Linked DNA regions of Mus musculus: region 2 is linked to region 1. Evidence: chromatin contacts called from public Hi-C data. All regions are on one chromosome and are shown on one strand. The core of a region is the stretch at or near the end of the contact, and the rest is flanking DNA. Distances in the headings are between cores, read along the strand shown.

Region 1 (4,176 bases), core at 491-2,990:
ATTGCTATGAGCATTAAGTGTCCTTCCTCTGCAGTGCTGCTATTTGAGATGATGTTCTCTCTCTCTCTCTCTCTCTCTCTCTCTCTCTCTCTCTCTCTCTCTCTCTCTGTCTCTCTCCCTCTCTTTCTCTATCTCTCTCTCTCCTCTTTCTCTCCCCCCGACCTCCAATCACTCCTGCCAATGTTTACAGTATTGATTGTTCCAAGATCAACAATGCTTTACCACTTTTGCATGCCTAGATAAGAAAACTATTAAAAACTGTAAGAACTCGAGGAAAGCAAATCAGAGGGATAATGAGCTGGAGGCTGTGATGGACAGAGGAAATGAGAGCCAGATTGGCTTAAGCAATCACATTTCCAGCACAGACCCAAAGAAAATCAGGCATATTGTGTGGGACAAACAAATTCCAATTAGAGAATAGATTCCAGCATTGACCTAATTATCTAGTGTCCAGTTCTCGTTTTTATGGGATGAATCCAGGCGAGTAAAATAAATTCTTGGAGCCAAAGTCACCCCTTCTAATAATGAAAGTTGCTTCCTTTTTTCTTCCTGAAGTCCCAGATGGTTAAAAAGATAAAATAAAAATCCCAGAATGTTATTTTTTGTGCAGTTTGGGCCTTAAATATAACATCTATCTGGATACTATGACTTCTGTGGGTTTATGTAGGTAATTTCTATGCCGTCAAGGGAGGTTCGAGGAATGAGTTCAAAGGAAGGGCAAGAAGCCTCAACTTTGAAAGGATAAAGCACCGGTAAAATCGATTGCTCCTAAGTAAATTATTAGTTGATCGAAGAGGAAGGATTAAAGCTGAATACTGGGAGGGCCTCGGTAAGCTGAGCGCTTGTGATCCAAGTGTTCCCGAGAAACCGTCTCTAAGCTAAAAGGGGGTAGGAGAGAAGCAACTGTAGTCAACTGTAATATAGCAAGTATCTGTCACGTGATTTAATTACAGAAATGAAAGCAACCCAGGAATTATGTGGTCTATTCAAGCCTGCAAGGAGCATGAACAAAGAATATAATTATACATCAAGCCTGTTGATTAAACAATTACTATTTAAAGCAGATATAGATTTAAAATTAATTTGCTTCTGCATTCTGAGGATTTGGGGACCAAGATAAACAGTGTTTGAAGTTTAATTATCTGTATGTGTGTAAGATGAAGGGGCTCATTTCAATTTGGTTAGTGCTGCGGAGCATTTTGGATGGTATAAAGGGACACAGCCAACACCGTGGCAAGTCTCTGCAGCAACGAAACGTGTGATTAAACCTAGCAAGAAGCCCTGCTCAACCTAATCCCCAGAGAATGGGGGCATAGTGCACGAGACATTGTCCAACTGCACATTAACATTCAAATGACATTAGTATGAAGTTTACCTAGAGGGTGAATACACTATCTCCAAGAGAATAGACAAAGGCCAAGCACACAGCCCTAGCTCCACCACAGAGACAGCTGGGGAGTGGATACCTTTACAGGGGACCAGACATATAGGACACCTATCTGCCAGCTACTTTAATTAGGGTGACTCCTATCAGTGGCCACAAGCACAGTGTCCCAGAGCAGAACTGCAGAGTTGAGAGGTGGGCACGATGCAAGGGTGAGTTGGGTTTGGCGTGAGAGACAATAAACAGAGAACAGAGCATTCTGAAGTTAAGGAATGACTTGCTGTTGTGAGGCATGGAGTCGTCTCTGTGTCTGCACACACAGTACAAACCACAATAGATGAGATTTCCTGTCCTCAAGCCGAGATCACCAGATGTCATGAAGGGAACATGCGCTTAGTGACCTAGTTGTATCTGAAACCTCCAACCCCACCACCTTTGTCTCAGGATAGCATGGCTGCTACCCATCTTCTTTTGTACCCTCCATCCAAACACTACCTCCAGCCATGGCGACTTTCCAGCAGATGTCCACCTTTTTGCTCCAAGTTTATCCATTTGCTTCTTCCCACTGTCTTGGAACAAAATTTCACTCCTCTGCTTCAACCAGTTGGAATCTCCTCATCATTCAGATTTCTCTTCACCTCACCTTAGGTAGTAACTAAAATTTGGGTTTGGATGACAACCATCTAGGTTCAAAATCCAAACTCTACCACTTATCATTCACATCACTTTTGTCCGCTGAGATTCCTTTTCTATGAAGCAGCTGTGACTAATATCTATATCATGGGGTTGTTACACTAGCCCATGAGTGAATGCATGAGATGCTCTCAAAACAGAGCCCATATTGTGGGAAAACCTTGGGAAATTGCTCTCCAAGCATAGGTCCTAAAGGTCTCTTGCAGTAAAGTATTTGGGATCTAAAACGCTTGGTCCCCAGCTCAGTGCCATTAGAAGGTGCTACATCTTTAATGTCTATGGCCGAATAGGAGGATGTCTTAGATTGCTGGGGGTGTGTGTTTTCCCAGCACACAGTAGAATCCCAACTCCTTGTGATCTTTCTTTTTGTTCCCTGGCATAAAGCAAATGACTTGGTTCCATTGCATGCCCTCCTGGGCATGCCCAGCACAGGCACAAAGGCAAAGGAGCAAAATGACCTTGACTAAAATACCCACCTTGGGAGCCAAAATAGACCCTTGTCCATCTGTTTACTGCCTCACCTTTTTCACAGAAACATAACTAACACACCTCCATTTACCGCACTTGCAATTTTAGGTTTGTATGATTCTTCTTAGCACACTTGTCTTTCCACTAGAACAAAAGCCCCATGGGGCAGAAATTTGCCTGTTCGTGAATCCATACGCCAGACTTTGTCCCTAATAGGACAGACAAACACTTCTGAGCAATAGTTGAGTGAAAATGTTAGTTCCTGGTATGCAACAGAGCCTCAGTAAATACTGTCAAACAACAACCCATTAATAATGCCACTGATAAGCCAAAGGCAAATTTTTATTCTCATTTACTTTGCCCAGTGGTTCTCAAGTAAGGGTGACTTCTGTCTCCTAATCTACATATAGGCGTAGCACGGTGCTACTGGCATCTCCTGGGGGCTGGCTAGGGAGGCTACTAAGTAATAGTGAACATTAAAGCAACCCCACCACAGGGATTGATTAATTAGCACAAACAGCAATGGTCCCTAGGCTTAAAGAACCTGAACTCTGCATTTGTCATTTTTCTCTAAATGTTTAATTCAGCAGTTGGAGTAAAGGATAGCAGGCAAATCTAGTCTGCCAGGGACAATTATCCTCAACCCTGGCCTGGCTTACTTTTTAGGTTACAAGGCTATTCTTGCCCTTCCCTATCACCCTCAAGCCCTACAGGCCTATCTGGGCACCCTCTCCCCTCAGCATTCCTGTGCCAGTCGTGAGACAAAACATGAGAATATGGGCCCTTTCCTTTGGGTCAGTCATCTCCATCAAACCTAGTCACAGCAAAACTCTCAACAGATGGAACTTGTGAACACAGCTACTTGGTTTTCTGAGCAGAATGGATTTGAATAAAGACCATGAAGTCAGAGACAGGGTGTAGATCAGTGCTGACATGCACAAGTTGCCATGCATAAAACAGAGTCAAGACAAAGAGGACTCACCGCGACAGTAAGTGCTGTGCTCAAAATCTATCAAGACATAGTCACAGGGATGAATTACAGGATCGGAGGGAAAGTGGAATAAATTATTCTGAGTTGGAGCTCAGATAATATCAGATGTTCCATAGCTCTCAAGTGTTAGATACTGATAAAAATTAATGTCTAATATTTCATTGAATAAAAAAGTGGCATGAACATAATGGTTTCAAAGTATGTTAAACAGAAGTGACAAATATTGTCTATTGTCGACAATGTGCAAAAACTAGGCACTGAAGCAGAATAAAGCCACAATGTTGGGCTCTAAGGATCGAGAACATCATTCTGACTTGCAGGCTCTCAGCGCTGGGATTTCAATATCCGCTCCTTACCTCATGCTCTCATGGCCTCTTCCTCAAGCTAGGTTTGCCACCATACTCCATTGTTGAAGAACAAAATCATTCAGTCACTATAGAAAACATTCTGGCATTTGCTCAAAAGGTTAAACATAGAACCACACACACCCACAGTTAGGTTCCTGGGTATATAGCTAAACAACATGAAAACAGATACTCAAACAAGACTTATTCAGAGTGACACTATTCACAATAGCCAAAGTATGAAAAGAATCACTGATGACAATCAACAGATAAATGGTTAAGCAAAAAGTAGTACA
Region 2 (4,128 bases), core at 414-2,913, 430 kb before region 1:
TATGACCTGGGGCTCCTGGTTCACCGGAGTTCTTGTAAGTGTGGAAGGCTAGCCTACCTGCCTTCCTTAGCAATTAGACATACTAGTTTAGACTCACTCTTCTCAGACCTTTCGACTCTTCTTCCTTTGTTTTCTTTTTCCTTTTTCCTTGCACAACATTAACTTTTTCTGATGAAAAATGATTTGGCTAAGTGAGAGACTGGGCTTGGGTGTGTCAGGAAATCTACAGATACTTCCAGATGCGGAAGAAGGATTGTAGCTCTGCAGCCCTTAGACAACGCAGTAGGGCAAGCTTCCAACCCCAAGTGCATTCTGATTCAGAAGCAGACTGTCTGGAGAATTGCATCGAATGGAATGTATATGTAAAATGGAAATGTTCAGCCTGCTAATTTGGGTTTTGCTTGGCAGCCCCAACCTGTATATTCTGTAGGGTTTTTTGTTTGTTTGTTTGTTTGTTTGTTTGTTTTTATTGAAATTTTTGGTACCATTTTGTTTTATCAGAGTTTGATTTGATGCTTCATCATGGACAGGGAACAGTTAGCCTGTTAGTCATCCCTAGCTACTTACTTCCTGCTGGAATCACTTACGATGAAATCTACGGACAGAAATATAGGTCTTACATGTGTATTTAATGGGGTTAGAGAATAGTTAGGCTTAGAATTGTTGTAAGAAAGTAACACTTGTTTTAGAGTGCTGTTTAGAATTCCAGGGATGGTCCCCATTGTCTAAAGCAGGCAATCGGAACGGCCGTAGCATCCAAGCCTGAATATTTCTGAGAGGAAGCGTGCCGAGTGAGAGACCTTCTACCAAGGAGTAGGACATCCTAGAATTGTTGTTGTTTTCATTGTCTTACCTTGTAAAGTTTGCCCTGTCAAGTTCCCCTTGCGCAATCTCCATCAGCTGTTGTGAGTCATACCTTTGCCCAATCTAGCTTCTTCGGTATTAAAAAATTCAGCTGGGTATCTCCTCGATACGGCACAAAAAAGGAGAACTCTTCCTCCCCCTCTATGTGCACAGTGCTTTGAAAAGGCCAGTGTTCTCACTACAGTGGCTTTCAGAGACCTCATCTAGCAGTAGTCTAGTTGTGAGATGGAGACACTCTGTAGCTCAGGATATTGATTTTTGTTTTTTGTTTTTTTTTTCAGCTGAAGTAGAGGAAGATAGAAACCTCCTGTGTGTGCAAGCACTTGCCCAGCCAGCAACTGTTGGGTGCATATTTCAATAATAGTTACATGAAATTTTTAATTATCATTTAATTTAGTTTTTATATTTGCCCATGGAAATGATCGAGTTGATAAGATTTTGGAAAGAGATAAACTTTATTAAGCAATTCCGATCTCTGTGCCAGTGGGTTTTTTTTTTTTTTTTCCGATGAAAAATGCTTGTGTTACATGTGAAGGGGAGAGGACTTGAGGATTAGTTATGTGAGTGCGGTAGGGGTGTGTGTCTCTACTACTTACCCTTGGGTTTGGGATTTGGGCTGTGCTGAGGCTTGTTAGCAGGAAGACCCTGTACTGAATCCTGATGGGTAGCTCTTCTCTTTGTCTTCAGTTTCTTCTGTACATATGTATGTGGACAGGATGACCTTCATTTTGTTCCATGTAGAAGGGAAGGTATTTGTGGGAGAGGATACTGCTGTGAGCTGAAACTCTGAAGTCAAGGGAAGTGGTTTAAAGTTTATCAAAGGAAATGAAATGGTTTGCCCTTTGCAGCTGTTGCTGCTGGTGTGTGTGTGTGCGTGCGTGTATGTGTCTATGTGTGTGTGGTATGTGTGTATGTGTCTTTTGCATGTTTGCCTTCTTCTAGCCAAGGTCTTTTGTTAGGAGATAGCCCAGGCTGTCTCTTACCTTGTAACCTTCCAGCTGTAGCCTCCCAAGTGCTGGATTACAGTCCTGCACTGCCATTATCAGTGCTGATCCTTAGTACTTACAATGGGTTTAGTTAGGAATTTTCTTAACATCATATACAACTTATAATATTTGCAGCGCTGAAACCTAATTATGACCATTTAGTGTTTCTAGGAGTATATGAACTGTCTGTTCTAGCTAATTATAAACACCTGAACTTATGCATTAATGACAGACAAGTTACTCCTGAAGATGTCGTCATTAAGATTCACAACCTGTATTTTGGAGTTTGAGAAATTTAAGGTGAAATGTTTAGCTCCCTCTTCTGGCATAGTTTTGAAAACTACTTTTACTTCAGCCACCCCCACCCCCTTTCTGAATAAGAACATGGTCATCACTGTAATGTTGTCAGAGGGAGGCATTTGAGATTGTCATCCTATTTGATCGTTTGTATTGTTGCCATTGGTAAAATATTCACATAACATATGAAGACACAGCATATCACAATACTTGGTTAAGAGCATTTGTTGCTCTTACAGAGGATCCAGGTTTAGTTCCCTGCACCCACATCTGTAACTCCAGTTCCAGGGAATCTAATGCATTGTCTTTCCTCAAAAGTACCAGGCACACAAGTGGTGCATATACATCATATACATAAATGCCAGCAGAACACTCATACACATAATATGAAATAAATCTTAAAACCATTTGAAGTCTCTCTTTTCCTACCCATATATATATATATATATATATATATATGTATACACACACACAAATATATATATATGTATATATATAAATATATACACACACATACACACATATGTGTGTGCGCGCACGTGTGTGTGTGTGTGTGTGTGTGTGTGTGTGTGTATGTGTGTGTATGCATGCATATGCAAGCAAAGATTTTTGACAACATTTACACAGGGGCTAAATTTGCTGTTGGGTGGCCAGTGGTCATTTGTGTTGGCTTGCAGTGATACCTTGGCATTGATAGAACTCAGTGCAAGGGCACAAAAGAACACCAAGCTACTAGGAAGTCAGATATATCAGTTATGGACCATGTACCATGGTAACAGCCTATCTCAAGATTTTATCTAGTCTCGCCTACCTGAGCAACAGTTCTTTCATAATAATGTAGAAGCCAGACTTGCTTTCAGAGTCTCTGGACTTCCCTGGTTGTGTTCAGGACATGGGGCTGAAGCATCATCTCTTTATTCTCCCTGAACATGCAAGCTCTAGGCTAGCCTGGAGCTCCTCCACCTAGGCCCAGCCTGTACTCCGAGGTGCCCTAACATAGGGCAGTCTGTCCTTGGAAAGATGCCCCAGAGGGGAGAACATCAGAAGCCCGTTGCTAGGGGATTCTGGGATTCTTGGTGAGCATTCAGAGAGTTCTCTCTGGAAGGAAACAACACATATGTCTCTGGGGCCCCAGCACTGTGCAGCCTGGCATAGGAATCCCTTTAGGAGACTCCAGTTTCCTATGGTTGGGAATAATTAAATTACTTGTATTTAACTATTCTTCATTGTGTTTGAATGCGCTTGACTGCCTTGCATGAAACCTAATGTTGGAAATCTTTCTCTTTCAGCGTTGCCCCTTCCTGACCTGGCCGAGCAGTTTGCCCCTCCTGATGTTGCCCCGCCTCTCCTTATAAAGCTCCTGGAAGCCATTGAGAAGAAAGGTAACCAGACTTCTTACAAGTTTTATTTCATGACTGTTATAATTTATAAGTATCTCTGGGCCACTCGTTATATGACTGTCTTACTAACTGCTGTGGATAGAGGCTATGTTATCCACGCACTAGTTGTATGGGGAATCTGTACTGGGAAGAAATCCTGGCTAATAATTTCTAACTCTAGGTCAGTGAGTAGTTCTCAACTTTCTTAATGCTGAGACCCTTTAATACCGTTGTAGTGATATCCAACCATAAAATTATTTTCATTGCCTCTTCATGACTGTAGTTTTGCTTGTGCTATGAATCATATTGTAAATATCTATGTCTTCCTATGGTCTTAGGCAACACCCACCAAAGTGGTCGTGTTCTACAGGTAGAGAACCACTGTTCAAAAACTAATATGTGCTTACTATGTGAGAGCTATTCAATTCTTTATAATTTAATAAAGATGATTATTAAGATCCTGCTCTTTAATAGTCCACTGGATTTGCCAAAATTATTGACATACCAGATAAAATTAATTGTTGAGGTTGGCTTCCGAGAATATTTAGTACACATCTAGAATAGATAGCGGATGGAAATTGGAATGTCCCTCTGGCAGCAGG

The links. A called contact is a pair of places that touch in the nucleus more often than the background predicts.
Region 2: a Hi-C map of double positive thymocytes shows a contact between it and region 1, with 2.2 times the contacts expected there. The contact joins two enhancer-like sites. A contact is called at or near these places in 1 of 484 Hi-C or Micro-C datasets (double positive thymocytes) and 1 of 115 datasets of contacts at active chromatin or transcription factors (kidney).

Annotation. Positions count from the first base shown.
Region 1 is chr13:101,283,480-101,287,655 of GRCm38.p6, reverse strand. All of the region lies in intron 2 of Gm36427 (a long non-coding RNA gene), which reads left to right. All of the region lies in intron 5 of 4933416M06Rik (RIKEN cDNA 4933416M06 gene), which reads right to left. Among named protein-coding and RNA genes, the nearest start is that of Gm36427, 20 kb to the left of the region's middle. Within about 2 kb of position 1,740, at least 9 of the 459 cell types and tissues checked have an H3K27ac peak or open chromatin away from gene starts, as enhancers often do. A contact at or near this core is called in double positive thymocytes, where this site is marked.
Region 2 is chr13:101,709,051-101,713,178 of GRCm38.p6, reverse strand. Pik3r1 (phosphoinositide-3-kinase regulatory subunit 1) reads left to right here. Exons shown (of 16, transcript NM_001077495.2): 3 at 3,437-3,529. Among named protein-coding and RNA genes, the nearest start is that of Pik3r1, 57 kb to the left of the region's middle. Within about 2 kb of position 1,663, at least 33 of the 459 cell types and tissues checked have an H3K27ac peak or open chromatin away from gene starts, as enhancers often do. A contact at or near this core is called in double positive thymocytes, where this site is marked.